Linked DNA regions of Mus musculus: region 2 is linked to region 1. Evidence: chromatin contacts called from public promoter capture Hi-C data. All regions are on one chromosome and are shown on one strand. The core of a region is the stretch at or near the end of the contact, and the rest is flanking DNA. Distances in the headings are between cores, read along the strand shown.

The links. Capture Hi-C pulls out chosen DNA fragments and counts their contacts.
Region 2: a promoter capture Hi-C map of pancreatic islet shows a contact between it and region 1. The contact joins the promoter of C1qa here to the promoter of Ephb2 in region 1. A contact is called at or near these places in 7 of 39 promoter capture datasets (the 3T3-L1 cell line, cranial neural crest, embryonic stem cells and 4 more), 7 of 484 Hi-C or Micro-C datasets (the G1E-ER4 cell line, differentiating embryonic stem cells, embryonic fibroblasts and 2 more), 4 of 115 datasets of contacts at active chromatin or transcription factors (bone marrow-derived macrophages and embryonic stem cells) and 3 of 9 other capture datasets (adipose tissue, liver and pancreatic islet).

Annotation. Positions count from the first base shown.
Region 1 is chr4:136,832,930-136,839,295 of GRCm38.p6, forward strand. Ephb2 (Eph receptor B2) reads right to left here and starts at 3,083. Exons shown (of 16, transcript NM_010142.4): 1 at 2,841-3,083. The coding sequence starts at 2,901. It overlaps Gm31536 (a long non-coding RNA gene), which reads left to right and starts at 3,006. Exons shown (of 5, transcript XR_881502.3): 1 at 3,006-4,957.
Region 2 is chr4:136,894,079-136,900,128 of GRCm38.p6, forward strand. It overlaps C1qa (complement component 1, q subcomponent, alpha polypeptide), which reads right to left and starts at 4,766. Exons shown (of 3, transcript NM_007572.2): 1 at 4,668-4,766; 2 at 3,597-3,766; 3 at 1,838-2,650. The coding sequence starts at 3,759. The coding sequence ends at 2,076.

The DNA.
Region 1 (6,366 bases), core at 1,833-4,332:
TGTGAAGGGGAGAGACCTCTGCCTTTACATTCCATCTAGTAGTGAGTCGGCCACCATCCTCTGTCAGATGTGTCCCTGGGCCCAGCTCCAGATGTTCAACACTTTGCTTTTCCTGGAGGGGGTCTTGTGGTTTGGGCGAGACATTATGCTCACCATTCTTGCCGGGGGTGGGGGGAACCACTCCCCGGCGTGCGCACGCACACACATACGTGCACATACACACGTGCACCTCATCTCCTCGCAAGCATTCCACAGGCTAGAGCTGGAAATCCTTAGGCTGTAATGCTCAGGGCAGCCCCGTGATGGGCTAGGAGACAGAGCAAGCCAGAAGAGAAAGAAAGGCAGGCAGTGGTGGTCTTACGGCTCTGGATGCTGGAGGCCAGGGCTGTCCTCCCTGGCCTCTGGCCTCCATACTGTCCCACAGACGGGGCTGCATCTTGGAGCATCCAATGTGCCCCAGATATGCTATAGGCAGTACCACCTACTCTTCCTTTCCAGGACAAAGGCATACCCAATTCTTACAGTTGGATTATTTCTCCATCCACTATTCAGTAGGATGTTTACGATCACACAGGTGAGACAGTCACTGTGATCACCTTAAGTGACAGAGGAGAAAAAAAAGAGGCTTGGAGGAAGGATTTAGGGATGGCTGGTATAAAGATGGAATCCACAGAGAATAGCCAGAGGCCCTACCTAGGGAAACTGAGGCTCCTACAGAGAAGGCAGCTACCCCAGCGTCCCGAGAGAATTACAAGCAGTCCCCTGGGGTCCACCTCATACCTTCTCTCAGTCCAATATGAGCTAATCATGATGAATTAAATTCTCCAGAGTTCTCCTACTCCTGCCCCCAAACGGGCAACCATCCCGTCTTGTGACATCAGCTGCCAACCAGCTCTGTGTCCAGGGCCAGGGCCCAGCCAGGCCACAGCCCCCCCAGATTCTAACCACCCACTTGCCAGAGCTGGACAGACGTGGCCCTTCCATCTACCCCACGGTAATTAAAAACACACTCGGGCCTTCTCAAACGCACAAGAGAGGCCAATTTTCTTCCCCTCCAGCCCCACTGACTGCAACCTAAATAGCAATATTTATGCCAAGCTCCCCATAATACTGTAAACATCCCAACGTATAGCGGGCCAGCACATGAGTCATTTCCCCAAAGCCGGAGTAATACGCGGTACACCAACCAGCTCCCAGGGAGCTCCCCGCCAGCAGCCGGGCTCCACGGCTGCCCTCCACACCCAGGGCCCGTGGCACCCTCAGTGCCCTGGCCACCCCACTCTGGGAAACCGCAGGCAGCCGCCAAATCCTGCAGGAGCCGGAGGACAGCTGCCTTGGTGCCAAACACTATGGCTGCCATCCAAGGACCCCCCCCCTTCTCCTCCCCACTGCGGTCACTAAAATGCTCATTACTGGGAAAGAAACTAAGTTATAGCACGGGGTCCCCCACCATGCCTGGAGTGGCTGTGCCTGGAGCCCTCAAGGCTTCTTCACACCTCACCCCAAAGTGACCCAAGAATAGGGCACTCTGTGTCTCACCCCTCAAGCCCTCGGTGGCACACTCCTAGAACGGGTCACCTTCTTTAGGGGTAAGAAAACCCAGCCAGTTGTTTGAAAGACCTCAGACTCAGGGCCTATTTTTATCACCCAATGGCTAGGGCTGAGACAGGATTTTTCTGAACCCGCGGTTTCCCTATTTGCTAAAAACCAGTAAAAATTCGACCCATCTGGCTTCCCGGAAGACTTCTGAAGGATTCAACACAGATTGTCGGCCGGCAAGCACTTTGCAAAGAAGGCTTCAAGTACCTTGTCAACCGTGCAGCACGCTGTAAACCACGGAGAGCAAAGTACTTCATAAACTGAAGCGACTGGCAAACTGTAGAGCACAGTACACGTGAGAACCATTATTAGGATTCACGCCTGGTCCTTCCAGCCCGGCCATTCCTGGTGGACACACCCAGACCCCCACTAACAACTTTTCCTCCAAAGCCAGCGAGCTGCGACCACCTGGCAGCCACTCCCGCCCCCGGGGGGTCGGGTGGTACCACAGCGCGAGGCCTCGGGGAGAGGCCCAGAGACCCAGGCCAAGGCCAACAACACATGGCAAAGCATCTGGTCCGGTCTCTGACGGCAGCTGGAGAGTTCTCGGGGCTCCAGACTCCACGCTGAGCTCTGTCGCCCACGGGGCGGTGGCCCGCGGAGGTACCCGGAGAACCCGGCGCGCAAGAGTGATGCCCATCGCCCCATCCCCCGCTCAGTCCTGCTGGGGAGGGGACCCCATTGTACGCCGCGAGCGACCGGGCGGGCACGGACGCGAGGGTGGGGGACACGCGCGCTTCGCTCCACTCCACGGGTGCCCCTGCTCTTCGGGTGGCCCAGGCTGCATCCAAGGGGGCGCGGCCAGGGATCCCCAATCCTTGGCGCGGCCGCGGTGCCTCCCTCGGAACGCTCCCTGCCAAACTTTGCAGCACCCACTGCGCGCCGGGCCCGCGCCCCTGAGCTCGGTGCCGAGGCATTGCCGGGCTCTGCGGGGATGCGGGGACCTCGGTGGCGGGCGCGCAGTGGTAAGACCCCCCAGCCCTGGGCGGCGCTCACCCGGCTGGCTACAAAGCCTCGGCAAGATGGTCCCTTCGCCTCCTCCTGGCACAGTCAATCAGCGCCCGCCGCTCGCCCGGGCGCCCGCGGGGCCCCGCGTCTTTCCCAGCGGTGGCCGCCGGCCACACCTCCCCGCGGCCACCTGCGCCCGGCACCGGCCCCCGGGCAAACTTTGCGACCGCGGGGCCGAGTGAGGGGGCGACCCGGGGCCGAGGCGGCCGCTCCCCGCCCCCATCCCCGCTCACCTTCCACGGCGGCTAGCAGCGGCAGCAGCAGCAGCGCGGCCCCCAGCCTGCGCACGGCCATTGCTGCGCTGCCCGGAGCCTCCGGCCGCGGCGCCGCGGGGACCCCCGGGCTGGAGCGCGCGCCCCGGGCTCGGGGGGCCGGCGGGGAGCGGCGGGGCGCGGCGCACACACACACGAGCCGCCGCCGCCGCGCAGCCAGCAGAATGAGCCATCCAGCCCGGGCAGAACGGGGACCCGGGCTCCGCCAGCGCTGGGCACGGCCCACCTGAGCCGCGGGCGTGGGGGGAGCCGGGGTTGGACTGCCAATCCTGTGCCTCTGCCCGGTGCACCCACGGGTTGCACCACGCCCGAGTCATGATCTTCTAAATCTTTTGAGTCCCTTCGGATGGGGCAGCAACCGTGTTGGAGCATCGTGACCCCACTCACCCGGGTGTCCGGGACCCCGGAATCCCCCCCGCGCAGCAGTGGTCTCTCCCGGCGCTGTGGCTCCTCCAGATAAAGCAGCGATTTCAGCCCAAATGTTTCTCAATTTTTATTGAATGCTGCAAAGCCGAGATCGTCTGGCGCGGCTGACAGGAGCAGAGAGAGGGGACCCGGGGCGGGGGGGCGGAGAACGAGGAAGGGGCTGCCCAAAGCCGGGGGACTGGCCCTACCTGTCAGGACTGGGAGTGCCACCCCCTTGCCTGAGCCCTGCCACCCGCGTCCCTGCGGCTTCGAAAGGGACTGAACTGCAATGAATGAGGGGGGGAAAGAGGGGGGAGCTGGGAACAAAACAGGCGGCTTTCCCAGGCTCTAGGGTTGGGCTGGGGCCTCTGCCTGGGAGAGTGGGCCTTGGCGCTCGCCCGCGGGCCCGGGGTTCTCTCTGGCAGGAGTGGCGGGCCCTGGCAGGCAGACCCCGGGCCTTCCCTCCTTGCCTTGTTGTCTTGCGCGAGCCCACCGGCCCCTCCCCGCGGACCTTCCCAGCCGCACATTGTATTTCTCCTCTGTTGATCTGGTTCCCGGTGCAGTTTGCGAGCAGGGGTGTGGAGGAGGCCCGGGGGTGGGGGGTGCCTAGCGACAGCCCCTACTCCACCCCTCGGTGGAATGGACCTGTCTGGGCTGCTCGGTTTTGTGCATAGCTGTCCCTTCGGGGAGGACACAACCCCTTGTTCCATTTCTGCGGGCCCAGCCTGCTCTGACAGCCTTCATCACCATCATCATTAGCGGGCTTGCTGAGACCGGTGGTGGGAGGACTGGAGGGATCCTGCGGGAACCACCCAGGCAGGGCCCCTAGCCTTTGGGACCCGCGCTCCTGAAAACACACTTAGCCAACAGCACTGGCCATGATCATTGCAGTGGGTGGAAGAATGCTTTAGAGAGACAAGCTGTTAAAAGTCCAGTGCAGACCTCTCCAGTCCCTTTGTCCCACAAACTAACAAAACGTCCCAGAGATGTCTTCCCTTCAAGGCCCATCAGACAGACTGTCCTGAGACACCAACTGAGGTTTGGAAATTTGGGGCACCCTTTGAAGCATTGAGAGTCCATCAGAAATGAACCTCAGCCTGGGAGGCCACCTGGAAATGGTGGGCCTCGAAGGTTGCAAAGGAGGCAGAACAGAAGTGAGCCGGGGAGAATAGAAGACAACAGGGAAGATCACCCTCTCTGCCAACACCTTCCACTCCGTGTTGCCTGCAGACTCCTGCCTGGGGTAGAAGTTAATTGGGTGCCCTGGCTTTTTTTTTTTTTTCTCTGTTTCTCCTCATCAGACAAACCAAGGGGCTTAGGATTTGGTGGACTCTGAGCCTTTTCTCCTCCATCCCTGGTGTATACAGGTGGCCCCTCCCCATTTCCAGAAACATTTATGGGCCATCTATTACATCCTGGGTGGATTCAGCTCTGCTTTCTTTCTATCCCCTGGGGACCCTTGTCACCATCCACCCACCCCTAGCAATTGCTTCCTTCTTGATTTAAAATCCTTTTTGATTCAAAATACAAATACTAGATTTTAGCATCCTTTGAGAACCCGGGTACCAGGGATGAGGCTCGGGGCTGTTCACGTTTCCAGATTTTCCTCTCCTCCATTGTCACAACTCTGGTGGCAGGTGCAGGCCATCTCAGGTGATGAGACTGAGGACCAGGTAAGTCATCTGCTCAAGGCCAAATAGCGCATCGGAGCTAGGATTCAAGCAGTGTCTGACACCCACACTCATCCCTTGGGCCTTGCATAGGTCCATAGAACACGTTTATTCAGTTAGCCAACTTCCCACAGTCACTGAAAACCTTATCATTAATTGATAGCAGTCTGGACTTTTACCTGGCCAAACGCAAAAAAAAAAAAAAAAAAAAATCACTGTAGCAATAAACAAAGCCCCGTATCTTCCCCATCCCGTTCTCCCTCCGTGTTGTATGATTCCCCATTTGAGATCCTATAGAAAGGCTGAGTCTTGTCAGCCATCCAAGGCCTTCCTCTCTGCTCTCTTGGCAACTGCCTTCGACTCCGCCTTTGTCCCAGCCAAACCCTATCCAGCTTTCTCTGCTCTGTGACCAGGATTCCACCTCATCAACCCCTTACTAAGTGCCTTCACTAACTTTGGCCTCTTCGGGACTGACACCCATTTGCTTAGGATTTTCCGGAAAGATGATCACGGGTTCCCTTGCTGGGGCCTGGGGATAGTTTGATTATCTTCAGTTTGCATATTGCCTCTCAAACCCCCAGCATATTAGATGTTTCCTAATGGGGAACCTGCCCCTCCAGGTGTAGCAGAGGCTGGAGAGTGAGCTTTGGATCCAGACCCGGTCCCTCACTGCACAGGAAGAGACGGCTGGAAGCTTCATTTGTCTAATGACAACAGCTCCCCGCATTTGCAATCACGCTTTAACAGTTTACAAAGCAGTGTTCACACCCATCCAGTCGGCTCATGATAATTCAACGAGCGGAGCCTCCCACCCCCAGCACCAGCCTCTAGAAGGGGAAAGCGGGATCCAGAGAGGGAAAGGTACTTGCCCAAGTACTCACAGCACTGTTAGCTGTGCATCGCTGCAGTCATAGAGAGAAATCTGATGACCTCACTTGTCTGTGTCTCTTTCTGTCTCACTTGATTGACAAACATGAGTTGGGCATTGCCTACGTGCCAGGCACTGGGGAGGCAGGAATGCAGCTGAGGACCTGTTAGACAAGACCCCGCAGGAGTCCCAAAGGGGGACAAAATAATCAACAATGATCCAGGCCAGGAAGACAATAAAGCTGGGTGACAGAGCGCTGAGTGACCCTGGGGGTGGGGAGGGTGGGGTCAGAGAAGCCTGTCTGAGGAGGGAGTATGACAGCTGAAAGCCAGGCCAAACAAATGTGGGGACGGGACCTGCTGGGTGTTTCCTACTTGTCGATACCTTGTCTCCCACTGTCTTACCTGCCCAGTCACTGGACTGATGGGAGCCCTTGGTCACGTGTGGATCAGAGCACACCTCCAACCACTGCCGAGCTGGAGGATCTGAGCAGATACTTGGCTATACCTCTGTCCCTGCCCTCTCTTCGCTGGGTGACCTCAGG
Region 2 (6,050 bases), core at 3,516-6,015, 63 kb after region 1:
TTGCTCTTCGGTCTTGGGCGCCTCTGTGCCTGGCCTGGCTCTTCCAGCAGGTGTCAGGCTCGGTCCGTGCTCAGCCTTCTCCACCACGCCCACCATTCTGCCAGGCTCAGCTTCCAGGTTCAGAGGAATTGCGGGTTTTCAGAGTGTCTGGAATGTAGGTTAAGGAAAGGTTCCACACTCTCCACTTACTGGGTCAGGCATGACCCCACAAAGTGACAGGAGCTCTCCACTTTGAGGCCAGACAGCCTGGCTTAGCTGTAGATCCCCCACCTTCCAGCAGGGTGCCTTATGTCAGGGAGCCTCAGTGGCTGTTTTACACTTTGTTTTGAAAGCCAGTACACGGGGTCCCCAAAGTCAAAGTCTTTCCCAGCCTGTGGAGGTGTGCATTCAGGCATGGGGGGAGGGGGGGCTGAGGGATCAAGAAGAAGCCAAGAAGGAACTCTGAGGATCATGTGGTGGCTTGGAGTTGAGGGGGGTCTAATCTCCCTGGAGTGTCTCACCTCCTCCTGACCCCAGAGGCTCTCGGCTGCAGTCACAGGGCATGATGATGTGTGTCCAAATGTACCTGCAGGCCATGTCAGGGATGACTCTGAGACCAGGTGCACCAGCCAGTGAACAGGAGGGGGGAATAGTCCCCGACTGAGCTGTGAGCACATGGGGGTTAGTGTGGGAGGAAACACAGGCTTTCGTATTCTGTGCATGTGGAAATGTGCACATCCATTACAACTGTGCATGTCTGTGTGTGCATGTGTGTGCGCCCATGTGCCTGGATGCATGCGTGTGTTTGGAGACGTGACTAGTGTGTACCTCCAAGGCTGTACATAGTGTTCTGAGAGGAAGTCCCTGAGCCCATGTTCTGGTGAGGAATGGGTGAGCCTCAGCCCACATGGGATCATGGTAAGTCTCAAGGGTAGTGTGTATGTGAGCAGGAGACAGTGTATGTGTGATTGCTGTGAAACTGTGTGTGTATATCTCCATGTGTGATTGTGTTTGAGCCTGGGATTGTGGGAATGCACTTGAGCACCCAAGATCCTCAGTTGTCCCCACCCCACCCCCAGGGCTGCTAAGCAGTCAGGTGACAGCAATCCACTCTCCATGTCTTCCTGGAAACCAACCGCTCAGGAAATTCAGCTCTGGGAAAGACTGCTGGGTGTCCGAGAGAGCCACTTGTTTGCCCTCTCTGAGCTAGGCTGCAGAAGCACCTGTGTGGTTTTGTCCAAGGATAACTGGGAAGACTGGGAGGGTATTGGTCAGCTAGCCTGATTTCAACTGCAGCTCCTTGCCTGAGGTACTGACCTGGGGCTTGATGCCCCCTGCTCCTTAGTCATCTGGGAAGTATGGTTAGAATTCTCACTTAGGAGCTTGCTCAACAAGACTGACCAACACAGAACAACAGACCCCTGTCTCCAGCTTTCACGCCCTGGCCACGGCAGCCCCCTCCCCTCTCCAAACTTCCATTACTGGCACCACTTAGCAGATTTGGAAACTGAGGTCATGTGGTGTGATCTGGCAGCTAGCAGGGGCTGACATCTGGAGCCTGGTTGATATGCCCTCCGCAACCATTGTGTACAGTGCTAACTAACACTGCTTTCCCAGTCAGCCAAGCAGTCAGCGATGGCCACTTTTTTTTTTTTTTTGAGACGGGGTTTCTCTGTATAGCCCTGGCTGTCCTGGAACTCACTTTGTAGACCAGGCTGGTCTCGAACTCAGAAATTCACCTGTCTCTGCCTCCCAAGTGCTGGGATTAAAGGCGTGCATCACCACCGCCCAGCAGCGATGGCCACTTTTATGCCCCTTTCCTGCTCAGTGCCCAGAACAGCCAGCCACTGCACGGAAAGTCACAGACACAGACGGGGATCGTTTATTCCAGAAAGTGCTTAAAGAAACCACTGGGCAGTGTGCAGAAACATCAGTCCTCAGTGCCCTCCCTCCGAGACAGCCCCTCCCCCAGGGTGCTAAAGCCCCAGCCCCTTCACTTTGCAGAGTGCGGAGGGGAGGGGTGCAGGACGGAGGGGGGGGCGTGGTCCACAACAGGGAGCGCAGGAGATGGCAGGATGCAGGGGCAGATCCCCAGCTCAGGCCGAGGGGAAAATGAGGAATCCGCTGAAGATGCTGTCGGCTTCAGTGCCCTGGTAAATGCGACCCTTTGCGGGGTCCTTTTCGATCCACACCTCGTCCCCTCGTCGCAGCTGAAGCACGGTGCCCCCTGCTAACACCTGAAAGAGCCCCTTGTTGTTGGTGTTAGAGAAACTCAGGGAATCCCTGGGCTGGCCCCCGGAGGAAGACTTGATAAACAGACAAAGGTCCCACTTGGAGATCACTTGGAAGTTGAAGTAATAGAAGCCGGGCACTGCACAGATGAAGCGACCCGTGTGGTTCTGGTATGGACTCTCCTGGTTGGTGAGGACCTTGTCAAAGATAACCACGTTGCCAAGCGTCATTGGGTTCTGCCGAATGGCTGAGAAAGCTGGCCGGGGCTGGTCCCTGATATTGCCTGGATTGCCTTTCACGCCCTTCAGTCCTTGGGGGCCGCTGTCCCCCAGGGGACCACTGGGACCTGGGAGCCCCACATTGCCAGGTTTGCCAGGGGGGCCAGATTCCCCTGGGTCTCCTTTAAAACCTCGGATACCAGTCCGGATGCCAGCAGCTCCTGTGTGCAAAGAGAGCGAGCAGATTGGTAGATGTGGAGTGGGGTGGGGCATCGTGGGTAAGAAGTCCAGAGCCTGCCTATCCTCACAGAAAAAGCCTTTGCTTTGAAGAGACCCAGTCTGACTGGCCTGACTGGCTGTGTGGTCTTGGGCAAGCATGTTAACCTCTCTGAGCCTCTGCTTCAACTATAAAACCCAGAGAAGCAAATGCAGCCATGTGACAGACCCTGCATTTTTAGGAAACGTGGGGCTGGCTCTCTGGTTGCTCAGTTGAGTCCAGCCATGGTGCTGTCACCTCGCATGTCTCTAAATCACCAACTCCTTTTTCATATTTAGGACCCTTTGGCACAACTGTGTGCAAATCAGCATGAGGGTCCTTTTGGTCTGCAGGAGACTGGGAGGGTCAGGTTGACAGGTCAGGATGTCTTTTCTTCCGGCTCTGGTCATAACTCCTCCCCTCTCGTCCTCCTCAGGATCATGAATTCTAACAGGGTAGAGTGGACAGGAGAGCAGGGACAAAGTAGAGGGCTGGAAGGACATGCAAGTGACTGTTGATACTGGCTGATCTTTCTCTACGCACCAGGCAGGGCTCTGCCTCGATTTTACGGAGGAGGAAATGGACTCTCAGAGAGCATCCGTAATTTGTTTGAGGTCAACCAACAAGTCAATGGCTCTTGACTCTAGACTCTTGGGCCTCTTTTTTAGACCATCCACATCCATTCTCTGTGTGGCCTAGTCTTTGGAGGAGAAAGGGGAAAGAGGAATGTCAAAGCAGGAAAGAGAAGCTGGGGACAAGGTCCAAGAGAAGGCTAGGCCTTCAGGTTCCGGGGTGAACCGCTCACTGTAGTGACTTCCTGGAACTCAAATGCACCATCGCTTCTCAGGACCCCTAAACCATTGCCTCCAGGATGGTGCGGGACCAGCACCCCAGCCGGAGAGAACGCTTACCTGGCTCCCCTCTCTCTCCTTTGAGACCCGGCCTCCCCGGGCGGCCAGGATTTCCTGGAGCCCCATCCTTCCCGTTGGGTGCTCGGCAGACATCTTCAGCCACTGTCCATACTAGGGTCATGGTCAGCACACAGGCCACCAGCCATCCCTGAGAGGTCTCCATGGTGTCCCTACAGAGACACACAGGGACACTGGGTATGCTGGACACTTGGGATCACATGTCTGTCCCATGATGACATGTTACCATGTTCTACACGCAAGGTTATGTGACCCAGTCTAGGGCCATTCATATCCTCAATGCCTGTCTGGATCACAGGTCCCCGATACTAGCACTAACAATGACTTTGACCCTAACCCCTAGCCCTAGCTAGAACCCTGACCCTTCTTACTCTGCCCTTAACCCTAGCACCCACCCCCTACCCTAATCCTAACCTATAGGCCCTAGCTCTAGGCTTAATCCTGACCCTGACCCTGACCCTGACCTTGACCCTGACCTGACCCTAGCCCTAGCCCCAGCCCTAAACCCCACACTACCTTTTGCTCTGCACCTGTCCAGCATTTGCTCCTATATCCACACAGACCTCCCCGCTCTCTGGACACGCAGGCTCACACACTCCCACGGATGATGGATCTCATTGAACAAATATTTACCAAGTGTCAGCACTGTTTTAATTACAATCTCCGGCCCAGATGGTGAGCTATGCACACTCACAGGCTTTCACAAACATCTGCCTACTCTCCCGCAGCCTCAGCCCCTTTCCACATCCACATGAGGGCTGACTGTCCCTGCAAAGCCCTCTGCTGCTGGGCGCTGACTCCCCCGAGCGCTTTCTGGCTTTCTGTGTTTCTGAGGCATGGAGCATGGTTCTGAGCTACTAGCTCTCACGGTTCCCCAAAGCTCTGGCCAGAGGAGAGGGTCCTTCCACCTGCCTGCTCTGTGTCAGTGTCCCCAGCCTATCCACCCTTGCACTGAACTAGCTTGCAGCAATATTCTTCCCTCTCGCCTCAGTTCTCCAGAGTGGTCCCCCAAGGTTGGTTTCCCAGCCCCCTCTCCCTCAGGCTTGGTCTCACCTGCCTCCGTGGTCCGATCAAACTGGATGCTCCAGCCCTTTGCTGATGGTGGGACACCCGTCAGCAAAGGCGTGTCACCAGGACACTGCCAAGTTTCATATCCTTTCCGACTTCCCCTTCTTGGAATCTACCCCCTGAACTTCCCCAGGGCCAGACACCACACACGGAAATTTTAAGCGGACCTCAGCACGTTTGGGACAGGGGATGTCCTGCCCAGCCACAGTTGTGGGGAGGACTCTGAAGATGGGGGTTGGGGTTCTTCAGGATCCAGAAAAGCACAGAATATCAGGGCAGAAGGACTCTGTCTTCAAACTTGTACCCTGGGGCTTTTTTCATGATTGGGAAAGACACAAGAGCTTAGGGCCAAGTGCTTATAAAATTCAAAGAAGGGACAGGCCACCTGGAACAGAGAGAACAGACCACTGGGAGGCTGAAGGCACATAGCAATGGGTTTCAAGGCTCGATACTCCCTAACAGCCTGTCTTTGGGAAGCTCCAACATCTCTTCGCTCTTGGTTTCTTCCTTACCTTTTTTTTGTTGTTTTTAAAACGATCTATTTATTATGCATACAGCATTCTGCTTGCATATATGCCCACAGGCCAGAAGAGGGCGACAGATCTCATTACAGATGTTTGTGAGCCGCCAGGTGGTTGCTGGGAATTGAACTCAGGACCTCTCGAAAAGCAGCCAGTGCTCTTAACTTCTGAGCCATCTCTTGCTTTCCCCCCCCTTTTTTTCTTTTTCCTTTCATTCTTTCTTTCTTTCTCTTTTCGAGACAGGGTTTCTCTGTGTAGCCCTGGCTGTCCTGGAGCCCACTCTGCAGACCAGGCTGGTCTCGAACTTAGAGATCCACCTGTCTCTGCCTGGGGTTAAAGGCGTACGCCACCACCATCCAGCCTCACTCTTAGATTCTTTATCTGTAACCTGGGATCAAATTCTATCTCAGAAGGTTGTTGTGAAAGTTTAATGTCAGGCAGCTGCAGAACACGGGGCACCTGATAACCACTTATTCACCAAATGTCATCAATATTAAAAAATAGTTTATTTATTGTTTCTCTTTGTATATGCATGTTAGGGTGGGTTTGTGTGCTACGGTGGAGCACGTGTGGAGGTCAGAGGTCAACTTTGAGGAATTGGTTCTCTCCTACCATGGGATCTGAGCTCACATTCTCAGGTTGGTGAAGGGAACACTTTCACTCACTGACCCCAACATCTTTTCCTGAGACAGGTTCTTATATATCCAGGGTTGGCCTGGACATCCTGACCCTCCTGCTTCTACCACCTGAGAGCTGGGATTGAAGGTGTGCTTCCATTATGCTTGCTTTATTCAGAGCTGGCCATTGAACCCAGGGCTTCATAAATCCTAGCCAAGTGTTTGTTGTG